Regions from separate parts of the Mus musculus genome. Here region 1 is linked to region 2. The links are chromatin contacts, called in public ChIA-PET maps. All regions are on one chromosome and are shown on one strand. The core of a region is the stretch at or near the end of the contact, and the rest is flanking DNA. Distances in the headings are between cores, read along the strand shown.

What was found. ChIA-PET counts read pairs in DNA pulled down with a chosen protein or histone mark.
Region 1: an RNA polymerase II ChIA-PET map of memory CD8 T cells shows a contact between it and region 2, with 11 read pairs. The contact joins the promoter of Sdhaf4 here to the enhancer-like site in region 2. A contact is called at or near these places in 7 of 39 promoter capture datasets (cranial neural crest, embryonic stem cells, fetal liver and 3 more), 7 of 115 datasets of contacts at active chromatin or transcription factors (bone marrow-derived macrophages, fetal liver, intestinal villus epithelium and 4 more) and 5 of 9 other capture datasets (adipose tissue, embryonic stem cells, liver and 2 more).

The regions. Positions count from the first base shown.
Region 1 is chr1:24,002,887-24,008,436 of GRCm38.p6, forward strand. Sdhaf4 (succinate dehydrogenase complex assembly factor 4) reads right to left here and starts at 2,754. Exons shown (of 3, transcript NM_026503.3): 1 at 2,660-2,754; 2 at 271-420. The coding sequence starts at 2,714.
Region 2 is chr1:23,879,041-23,885,354 of GRCm38.p6, forward strand. All of the region lies in intron 2 of Smap1 (small ArfGAP 1), which reads right to left. Among named protein-coding and RNA genes, the nearest start is that of Smap1, 40 kb to the right of the region's middle. Within about 2 kb of position 4,466, at least 8 of the 459 cell types and tissues checked have an H3K27ac peak or open chromatin away from gene starts, as enhancers often do. A contact at or near this core is called in memory CD8 T cells, where this site is marked.

The sequences.
Region 1 (5,550 bases), core at 1,504-4,003, 120 kb after region 2:
CCACTACCACAAGGGTGATGGGATCTGAACTCTGGCCCTCATGCATGTCCTACAAGTACTTCATGCACGGAGGCATCTCACCAACCGAAAACTTTTTTAAAGAAGTAACAACTACACATATGGATAGTCCACATGGTATTTTTACTCACTATATCCTTTATAACCGATAATAACAATTATGACCATATTTCACTTCTTTCACCTTTTCCAGTAATGAGCATCGACCTTGCCATGTTAAGTATGGACAGGGGTTTACTAACCACTACTCACTCTGCAGTGGCTCTCTCTCTTCGGGTGAATCCTCCAGTGAGTCAAAACGACCGAGTGGCAGCTTTGACTTCTTAAGGGCTTGCTTCGCAGGCTCAGGCTTTCCTTCCTGATAACTCATTTTCCTCAAAGAATGATTCAGAAGAGATGGTCCTAATGGAGAAAGAAGGACAAGGCATACAGTGAAAATTCCTTTCTGAACACATACATTCTACACGGATGGGGTATTTCCCTTCATTCTACATGGAGAGGAGATTTCCCTGCCTTGGAGATAACCAATGTTACACGTTTTCAAGAAGAGCTATAAAGCGATGAGACAGTCAAGCACAGGGGAGATAGTTCAGCAACCTTAGACTCCACCTAGTTTGGATTATGCACAGAGTCCTCTTCTAATAATGTACTTGGCAGCTTAGTTTCCGTATGTGTATATATACTATAATACACATACTTTTCTCCAAGAGATGCACCTAACAACCTCTTAGTGACATAAGATACCTCCAAACACCAGGATGTATGTACATCCATCTTTGGACAATGGGATTTTTCTCTTCTCTAAATAACAAACCTAGACAGATTCTATTCATTTGTACTCTCCCCATGTTCCAATACAGGGCCAGAAAGGCCCATCTGGCCTATACTGGGTTTTGGTGCTTACTCACTGTCTTAGTCAGGGTTTCTATTCCTACACAAACATCAAGACCAAGAAGCAAGTTGGGGAGGAAAGGGTTTATTCAGCTTACACTTCCATACTGCTGTTCATCACCAAGGAAGTCAGGACTGGAACTCAAGCAGGTCAGGAAGCAGGAGCTGATGCAGAGGCCATGGAGGGGTGTTTCTTACTGGCTTTCTTCCCCTGGCTTGCTCAGCTTGCTTTCTTATAGAACCCAAGGCTACCAGCCCAGGGATGGCACCACCCACAATGGGCCCTCGCACCCTTGATCACTAATTGAGAAAATGCCTTACAGCTGGATCTCATGGAGACATTTCCTCAAGGGAGGCTCTTTCCTCTGTGATAACTCCAGCTTGTGTCAAGTTGGCGCACAAAACCAGCCAGTAAAACATTCAGTAAGATAAACTGAGCCAAAAAAGTGTATTTTTTCTTTAAGGAAAATCTTTTATTTACTATGTCATGCCAATTTTGGCAGGTGTATTATTGAAGTCAGATGCATTATGGGAAGGAACATACACAAAATTGATAATGCTGCCTAAAATATCAATCAGAGTGCAAACCGCCCAAGCTATATGCCCCTTACTCTTATCCTCTTCCTGTAGCTCCATAAAAGACCAGAGGCAACGAATCAGGCCTCCTTCACTCTGGTTTAAATAAAGTGTCCTTGCTACTTTATAATCAGTATGGGTTTTAATTTCAATCCCTTGACTAAGGAAGCACCTGGCTTGCCCTGATCCTGACAGCAGAATCATTAAATCAGCATCCATTAAGGATCCATTGTGCTGGGGCATGGGGAAACACACACCAGCAGGTGTAGCAGCCTATACTGATGTTTCTAGAATTGTCCAAGTATCCACGAGGGTACATTTCAGGGTGGTATGATCTTGAACTGTGAGTTGTTAGAAAAAGCAATGAATACAATCAGCATAAAATCCTTTCCAGGAAGAAAACCTCATACAGGCACTTAATGGAAAAGGTCTATCACATTTGTACACGGGTTTGTTAATGTTTCTTTTGTTTCAAAACACTGGAATGCTGGATAAACAGTAATAAGGATTTGGAGCGACCCTTTCGGTTTCTATAATTCTCACAGATCATTTAAGATTTTAGCAGCCAACAGGTATTAAATATGTGAAGGGAAACATTAAAAAGTAAAATAAAAACCAGGCCACTTGTTATGAAAGCAGTAATTCTGTCTTTGGTTTACAAAACTTCTCAGGGTTATCATCAAGTAAACTTGCATTCTGCGTGCTCTTTGATATGATAATTGAGGGGTATATTGAGAAAGAATGCAATAGTTCTGAAAACTTTAGCTTCTACAGAAAGACGAGGGCATCTCTTCTAACAGTTCTTGGCTTTGTGAAATTTTTATTTTGTTCTTTGCTCTACGTGTGCACTTCCCCAACGTTTGAACCAGGCTGACCTTGAACTCAGAGATCCTCATGCCTCTGCCAGCCTAGTGCTGGGTCTATAGGCATGCGTCCCTTGTCCGGGTATAAATTATTCTTGATGTAAATAAACCTGTAAATTAATGACACTGGTCTTTTCCGTATTTTTCTAGCCGCATCTAAGAGCGAGGCGCTTTTCGAAAACCCTACGCCAAGCACCGCTAATGCTTCTGTAGCCACCGCGGCAGCGTCTCCGCGCCTGCGCCCTCGCATTTCGGAACTCGGCTTCCCACGCGGGCCCCCAACTCTCAGGACCCCGGGCGGATGGCCTTACTTGCTGCTCTCCAGACGAAAGTCATCCGTGAAACGGAAAGGGTCGTGGAGACCATTGCGCCGGCTCCCACAGCGTCTGCGCACGCGCACCAAGGTGGGAGGGGCGCTCCACAGGGGAGCCCGCGCCCTCTGCGCAGGCGTCAACGAGGGCAGAGAAGGGCGGAGCTTCGTTGTGTCCCTGGAAATCCTCAACTGCTCAACTGCCTCGGGTAATCCTGCAGTGCCTTGTCCTCACAAGTCCTCGCCCTTGGTCCTGCGCAGTACCTGGGCAGCGCTCTTAGCTATTCCGATGGACTTAAAAGACAAAACCAAAAGCCTGCACGAAAGTAATAAATTCTAGAGTTCACACCACCTTAGTGTATGATGCTTTAAGGAGGGAAGTTCAAAGTCCAATACAGAGATGGAAACTTGAATCACCCTAATTTAATTGCTCCATAAATCTGTAGTTAAAAATACCTAACATAAAACATTTAATTAGATTGAAGATTCCCACATTTTGAAAAAATTTTAGTACGTTCAAATATTGTCATGTGAATTGATTATTGAGATTGTTCCATGACAGGGATCTGTTAGAAATTATTTTAAAACACAGGCTGGAGAGATGGCTTCTCTTTCAGAGGACCTGGGTTCTATTCCCAGCACCAACATGGCAACTAGTTTCTAACCCCAATTCCGGAATGTCTGACACACTCTTCTGGACTTTGTTGGCACTAGGCATACACATGGCATGCAAACTTGCATACATACAAACATACATTGCAAACATACTTACATCATACCAGCAAAGCACTCGTACAAAAGAGATCTTTTAAAAATATTGAGCTTAAAACCCTTGAAATATGACAGCTAAAAGTTTCCCCCCATTATTAGAAAACAAACCAAACTCATAGCTGGTCAGACGAGTGGTCCATTAAATTCCCATCTTGCGGTCAAGAGTGCTGACCCCCAAGAACACCTTGATCACCTCACCTTCCTCCTAGCACAGCTGTGTTTCTCAGTGGCTCCATTAATACAATAGCCACAGTGATAAGAACAAAGGCACCAATGTACATTGAACTGTCTTTCTCCTCCCAGGACTTACTGGCTAGCACCACTAACTTAGCAACTCGTGACTGACTTGATCTGTGTCTTTCATCACTAGAGTGGTTTTGTGTTGTTTGTATTTTTTGTTTTTAATGCAGGAGTGCTGTCTACATGTACACCTGCATGCCAGAAGAGGTTATCAGATCCCTCTATAGATAGTCCTGAGTCACCATGTGGTTACTAGGAATGGAACTCAGGTCCTCTGAAAGAGCAGCCCATATTCCTAACTCCTGAGCCATCTTACCAGCTCTCAACCTGCACTATAGTATTAAGCAGCCTGGGAGACAGAGCTGACTTCAAGAGAATCAATTCACCTATCCAATTATGAAGGTAGCAACTTGCTCTTAAATAATTATGTTTGAACTGTGTTAGATTATAGGCGATTCCACTAGACGCCTCCCAGGGACCTAGCAACAGCTTGTCTTCCCCTGCTACTACCTCCAGCTCTGCTCCCACATTCCTTTCTGTCCTTCTCTGTGCTCCATCCTCTTCTCTGCGCTCATAGCTCTGCTCCCACCGTCTACATGTCTGCCTCTACCCTTCTCCAGGTCCTTACTCCCCTTCTCCCCCCACCCCCAATAGGAGATCTATTGCATGGTATAAATTCTCAGGGGCACACCTTGGCATGTTAGCACCAGGTACACCCTTACTGCATTATCTTTCATAACAAACTGTTTTCCTGGTTATCTTTCCTTTCATACAGTTCACCTGTGGCCCTAGTGAATGCTTTGTACTACATAAAGTGTCCTACACAAATTGCATATCAAAAGAACTTTTTCCTGTGGATGTAAATCAGGGGACTGCTATTGAGAGGATCCACTGATCGTATCAATTATTCCATCTTCCAGGCACTGGCCTTCTAGGATGATGGGCTGATTGGGGTTTGGAACCAGGTGATCAAATACTTGGATGTGCTGTCCCTAAAAGATGTCATATACTCCAAAAATCAGTCTTGAGAGATCAACTTGGGTTGAAAGAGTCCCGAGAGTAGAGTGGGGAAACACCCCGGTTACTTCTTAGACACTTCCGATGTTTTACTTTCCACTTGAAGAAACAATCTACCATACCCTGTCACTGCCTGCTATGGCCCACTGTACCAGTGTTGTGAAATGCCTGTAATTCTGCTCCAGCTACACAAGGCTTGGGCAATGTATCACCTGAGTGAGGTAACTCGGACTCTAAAGGACATGCATGGTATGTACTCACTAATAAGTGGATACTAACCGGAAAAAAAAAAAAAGCGCTGAATACTGAAGCCCACAGAACACAAAAAGGTCAACAAGCTGAAGGGCCCAAGTGAGAGGAAAGCAACCACAACGGGGAACGGAGGGACCTTCGAGGGAAAAGGGATGGGGAGGGGTGGAGAGGGGAACATGATCAGTTATTGGGTCAGGGGAAGGACTGAAATCCCTGAGGGCCAGCAGAAAGAATGGAAACAGGCAACCTCTGGAGGTAGGAGGTTGTGGGGACCCTTCAGAATGTACCAGAGACCTGGGAGGTGAGAGACTCTCAAGACTCAAAGAGAAGGACCTTAGATAAAATGCCCTACACTGGGGAGCGGGAACTTATAGAGCCCACCTCCAGCAAGAAGACAGGGCATCAAGTGAGGGATGGGGTTGCCATCCCACAGTCAAAACTCTGACCCATAATTGTTCCTGTCTGAAAGAATTATGGGGATGGAAATGTAGAGGAGCCTGAGGAAAAGAAGGTCCAGTGACAGGCCTAAAGTGGGATCCAGCTCAAGGGGAGGCTCCAAGGCTTGACACTAATACCAAGGGTATGGAGCCCTCACAAAAAAGAGAGCTATCA
Region 2 (6,314 bases), core at 3,216-5,715:
AACTACCCTGAGATAGGTATTACAGAAATTCTACCCAACATAAAACAGGTCTAAGTTTTTATAATTCAACTCCAAACAGAACCAACAAAAACCAGTAGTTTAATTTTGGGCTTTGTGCAATAAAACTAGGATTATTAACTTACATGGCTTACAAACAGCAAACTGCTTCAGACTCGGTTCTCATGTTACAGGTTAGGGCAGAGGCATAAAGAAGGCACAGGATTGTCTGCTCGGTACACCAGGTTCTCTCTCAACCCTTTTGACCATTGCACAGATGGTCACTCAGAGTGTCATTGCACAATGCACACTCAGAAAAGTTCACTGTGAGCAACTGTATAACTCTTCTCTTCCTAGTTAGTGGGCTTGGGTTTAGGTTCGGTTTGAACTAGTTTTGGATACAGGGATTTATGTAGCCCAGGCTAGCCTGGAATTCAGTATGTAGCTGGGGATGACTTTACACATCTGATTTTCCTGAGCTCCAGGGCTTCAGAAGTGCACCACAGCACTCGACTTGTCTTCACTGTTAAAACTGCACTACTGCTATTAAAATACTGTTCTTTAGTCTCTCATCCGCAAAGCTTTAGAAAAAGAACTGACAGAAAAGGAAAATTTCAGTTGCTTGCTCTTTGGCAAATACTTCAGTTTTCCTGAGCTGGTGGAAGATGGCCATTTGGGGAGAGGGCACAAGGGAGACAATAAATGGTATGTTTCTCAAGAGAAAGCATTAGGACTAAAAAATGGCTCAGTGGGTGTAAGTGTCTGCTGCAAACCTTTTTTACCTGAGAGAGATCCCCAAAACCAACATGGTAGAAAGAGAAAAACCAAACCCAAACCCAACCCCACTACCTAGGAAGACAACAGTTACAGTTGTTGTGTAAATAAAGAAGAAGAAAAAAAAGCAGTGAAATTTTCCGAGTATGATCTGAACATGTGTACAATGATGAAAAGGACTGAGCGAGAACCTGCTGTGCCTGTCCCACTGCCTGGCACCTCATGCCCATTCTACCCCTAATAAATAAATGGGAAAAAACTAAGAGAAAAAGCAAGCATTGTCATTTTACTTATTTGTAACCAGGAGGAAATGTTCACTAGGGGTTATAATGAGTTCTTTACTTTTACCATCTAGGTTCTAGTAATCCTGCCAGACTGTAAGTACCGACATAGTTCTGAAAAACACAGTTTCCCCACACTCGTTTTCACTTTTCTAAGAGGAGAAATACTTATATTCAAGCCATCAAAAATTCAAGTGTACTAAGTATTTTGAATATAATCCTGCCTTAGTGGGGTTGTATCATTCCCTCTCAATAGCTTTTTCAATTTCACCCAGACTTAAATGTGAAAAATGGAGAAGTTGGATAATAAGTCAATATTCTTATTAAGAAGACTTTAAAAGACATGTTTTAAGACATTAACATAAAATTAAGACTTTAAAAGCACAAAAGTCAGGTATTTGGTAAACAGAATGCACTGATTCTAACAAATGTTAACAGAAGACTACAAGGTCATATTAAATACAAAGTCAATGTCCATTCATGCTCATAAAAACAGCAATATTGAGGATCATAGTTATGATATAAAGTATGTTCTACTTTAAAGTTAATGGTGTTTACCTTTGCCATTGGATTCCATCTGTTCTTTAAGATATGAAGCTTTGTTGGGTTCACGATTCAAATCCCAATACCATCTTAAATTCACACTGTACTCATTTATACAACAATAAACAACATTGAAGAATCCCTTAACCGGCTACTAAAAGGATTGTGACCTTTTTTTAGTCTTTGTTTTAGTTTTTCAATATAACCCATTACTTAGTACAAGTGACAACACCAGCAGAAAGCCACATATTACTTCAGATTCAATTTCAAAAAGAAAAACCAAAACCTACTATAACTGAATATTAACTTCAAATTTTGTTATGTAAATTTAATAGCCAGAAAACATCTATGCTCTGATATACTGTTGTCAAAATGTAATATGGATGAAGCTCTTCTATTTCTGAGATGCCATAAGTACAAAACAGTCTTAGTTTAGCATGAAAAACAAAACCTATATTCAACAATTTGATGTTTTAAAAGTTTTACAGGGTATGTATGTGTCGGGGGCCTTGTACCAGCTAGCGTATGCTTCCTGATTGGTGGCTCAGTGTCTGAGAGATCTTGGAGGTCCAGGTTAGTTAAGACAACAAATGAAAAAGACACCCAAAAATGGAGATGCAAAAGAAGGTTGAATTGCTTTAAATTTAAAATATAAAAAAAGTTATTCAAAAGAAAGTGATATTATTAGAGTTAGAAAATGAATATTTGATATATAAGATAAGTCACATTACAAGTCTAAAAAGATTAAACATATTACTGAACAAGCATAGCAAATATAGACATTCCTGTCATTGAGAAATTCAGTTTATATTTAAAGCTACATACAATTCAAACATACAAATGTAGAGAATTTACCAGAGCATCAATAAGAAGAAAGCTGCAGCAGCAGTAAGATTAGCAGTGCCACATCTGCTGCACACTCAGTGAAAAAAGTGACGACCAGTTTAATTCAAAAATACTAGATGAATACAACTATGTTTTAAAAATTTTATTTAATATACTTTTCCTTTGCAGAAATTACATGAAAGGAAATAGTCACATACCTCCACTTTCATCTAAAACTTTTTAAATGGAAAGCTTTGCTGGCCTGGATGTCTACTATGTAACTGGGAGCTGGCCTTTCACTAGATCTTCCTGCCTCAACCTCCACAGTGCTACAACTGCATCTACCATCTAACTTAACTCAAGGATTTTAACTTTAAAGGTGACAGAAATACCACAAGAAATAATGTGTTTCCATCAACTATATGCTGTTTTATTGCACAACAATGAACATTTTTAAACAGACATAAATGGATGGCTGGATGCATGGATGGATGCATGGATGGATGCATGGATGACAGGTGGGTAAGAAGGTAGGTAAGAAATGAAAATAATGAAAGGTAAGTAATGAAAACCTAAAGAAGTGTATTGGGGGTGGGGGGAGAAGTCTCCATCGTCTGTACTGAGACTTTACCTCTACCTTTTACCCCCATGGCCTGACAGCTGAAGACGGGCACAGCAGAACCCTAACCACGAGGAACACCTACAGTTTAGTTGCTACTTTAGCACAGTGACATTGCTCGGTTACTTATCTACACTTTTTGAGCCATTCTTTTTTTTTTTTTTTTTTCATTTTTTATTAGGTATTTAGCTCATTTACATTTCCAATGCTATACCATTATTGTACTTAGCCTAACTGGCAATTCAAATTAAAGCCCGGGAAAACAGCACAGTTGTTGTTCTCCATTTTTGAGTATGTCTTTTATTTGTTGTCTTGTTCTATCATGTTGAATATTTACTTGTGAAATAAATTTTATATCTGATAAACACTGATAGAATCCCATAATTTTGGCTTCCAAAGCAGTAATCTGTCCTTTTAAAAAAGTGTTAATGTGTCCATGTGTGCAGGCAGGCATCCGCCTGCCCACCTATGTGGAGGTCCATCAGCAGGCTCAGCAAGTGTCCTGACCCTCCGAGCCACCTTGCTGGTCACAACACTTCCTCTGAGACTTAAAGTTGGTATTGAGGCAGGCAAGTGAAGCAAAGGCTACCAATTTACCTCATAATAAGTTTTCTTACCAATAACTAGATAATAATAGAAATCTATACACATTTAGCGAATTATCTTTCTGTCTTATGCCAGAAAATATAAGCACTCAAATTATCTACTAAGAATATTTCTTTCAGCATGAGAAGGAACACCCATCCTTCACATCTAGCCTGAGCATCCTGCCACATTCTTTTGAACTAAGACAAGAAAAAAGTGTATCCTTTGAGGTTAGATTACACTTCTGAGGAAAGCTAAGTCATATTGCTAAGAGTGATGAGTGACTTTCTCATTCACAGGTAATTACTGAAAATGTTTTCAAGCTACAGTGCTAACCAGAGAGGACTAAGCTTACAGTGAGATAATCTGAGGAATGGGATAGTCATACTCATCTCTACTTGCTCACTCAACAGTAAATCTCAACTATGTACTTCTAGCTGCTAGTTAGTCTTGACACAAACTATGCTAGTAATGATAGACTTGTTTTACTCAGTGCAAAGTTTTGAAGAAGCTAAAAACCTTGGCAGTATCATTTCTTAATAACAAGGACATTGTTCACTGTTCAAATGCAATATAGATACTGAAAAGATTAAAATGAATAAGGAATGATTCATAGACAATGGGTAAACTTAAAAATTAATACATTAAAAATCAAATGTGAAAGATATGTTTATTAATCATACAAAAATTAATCCTCTCCAAAAATTTGAAAAGTCCATGACAACAGGCTGGGCATAGGCATCCATGCTTTAATCTCAGCAGGTGGAGACAGAGTTAAGTCCATCTTTCTCCATGAACTAGAGGGGAGCCTGGTCTACACGGTGAGTTCCAAGCCAGCCAAGAAGCACAGTGAGAACTGTGTTCAAACAAACAAACGCAAAACCTGACAAGCTCACACTCAGAGACACTCAATCTAACCCTAAACCACATTAAAAGAATCTCAAGTTTTTAAACACAGGTAACTTTATTTATTCAGTAACAAAAATACATTTTGATAAAAACTATTTATTTAAAAACAAGCAGTCAATAACTCTAAAACACCATGTTCAGGAGATGTCTTTAAAAAAAACTGAAAGAACATACAGTGTGTGTGTGTGTGTGTGTGTGTGTGTGTGTGTGTGTGTGTGTGTGTGTGTGTGTGTGAGTGAGTGATGAGAATATGGCATATCTAATAGCAGTAAATAAGTAACCCTTAGATATTACTTTCTAAGTGGCTACATTTTATAAAAACCATATATACCTCAAACTTAATAGTTTAACTGGACTCGGGTCTGGTTAGATCTTTTGGTAAAGCATTTTTAAAAAAGATTAGCATCTTTGAAAATAGTACTCATGATTATATGAGTATCATGGGAGTGGTAATAGTGACCATAAAGGTGACACAGAGTACATTTAAATGTGGTGAAATTACTTCTCTTACTTTGATTAATAAATACCTAACTATTTTTACATCAAAAAGCCTTTATTCTAATTACAGAACATTAAACCATATTGCAACCATCACTTTTCCAAATCTGAATGAAGACTATATAGGAATGACTTCCAAGACACAGGTTTCAATTTATGCACAGTGCTGTCCCTGAGCCAAGAGCTGTCATCTGCATCAGAGCAGTTGCAACTCTTGCAAGAGACACCCCAGATCTGGCTTGTTGGCTCTGAGCATTCCCTAACAGAAAATGAAAGGGAAGAGTCACTAGACCGGCACCAGATTTCTATCACTCCCTCCATTACAACACCCCTATGCAGCTATAGGGGAGAACTCACTATGCTGGGGTAAGAGTTTCTACTTGTAGTATTTGGGGGACACACCCAGGCTCCTGCAAGTCAACTCTAGCCTGTACTCTTTATCAGTAAGTCCATTAAATACACTGCTTCCCCAAGCTAGACTTTGATGGACTCACACTTTTTCATGAGTGACCTATTGGAATGCTGTTTTTATACAGGTTTTTATACCCACCACGGGGTACCCAAAAATATCCCTAAGGAACTAATTTGTAGACAGAAATCAGTATAGTGTTTGTCCTTGGAGGATTTGATTGGAAATTGACACAAGGGAACTCTACAGTGAGAGATGTTTGCTCTGCCTCCACCAGGGCCAACACTGGTAAAGTTTGTCAAGCTCTGTGAATCCTTCTCTGTGACATGGCAATTGTTTTAAGTAGTAAATAAACTAATGAAATGCCATGGTATCAAGTTGGCATTTCTGAGCATTCTTACAACAAGAATGATAGACCTTTAGATCTGAATAAAAAGCAACTTCAAAAGACAGATAGCAGCTCTTATCTAAAAATTCAGACTTGACTCCTTGTGACAAAATGCTGGGCAAAGACTGTGGACTATGGGCAGGCAGAGGGTTCACTCCTGACAATCATTCCAAGGACTGACTCAGAGAAGGCATGGCAGCAAGAGCAAGCGGGAGTTTGCCACTTTCTCCTTTTCCTCACAAAGGGATCCCAGTTCATCAAATGGTGCAACCCACATTTAGGGTGGGTCTTTACACTTCAATTAACCTAATTTACATAATCCCTCAAAAACTTGCCCAGAATTTTGTTACCATGGTAATTCCTAATCCTAGTAAAATTGGCAATCAAGATTAACCATTATAGCCCTTCCGCTCGCTCGACTCGAGACTCGAGCCCCGGGCTACCTTGCCAGCAGAGTCTTGCCCAACACCCGCAAGGGTCCACACG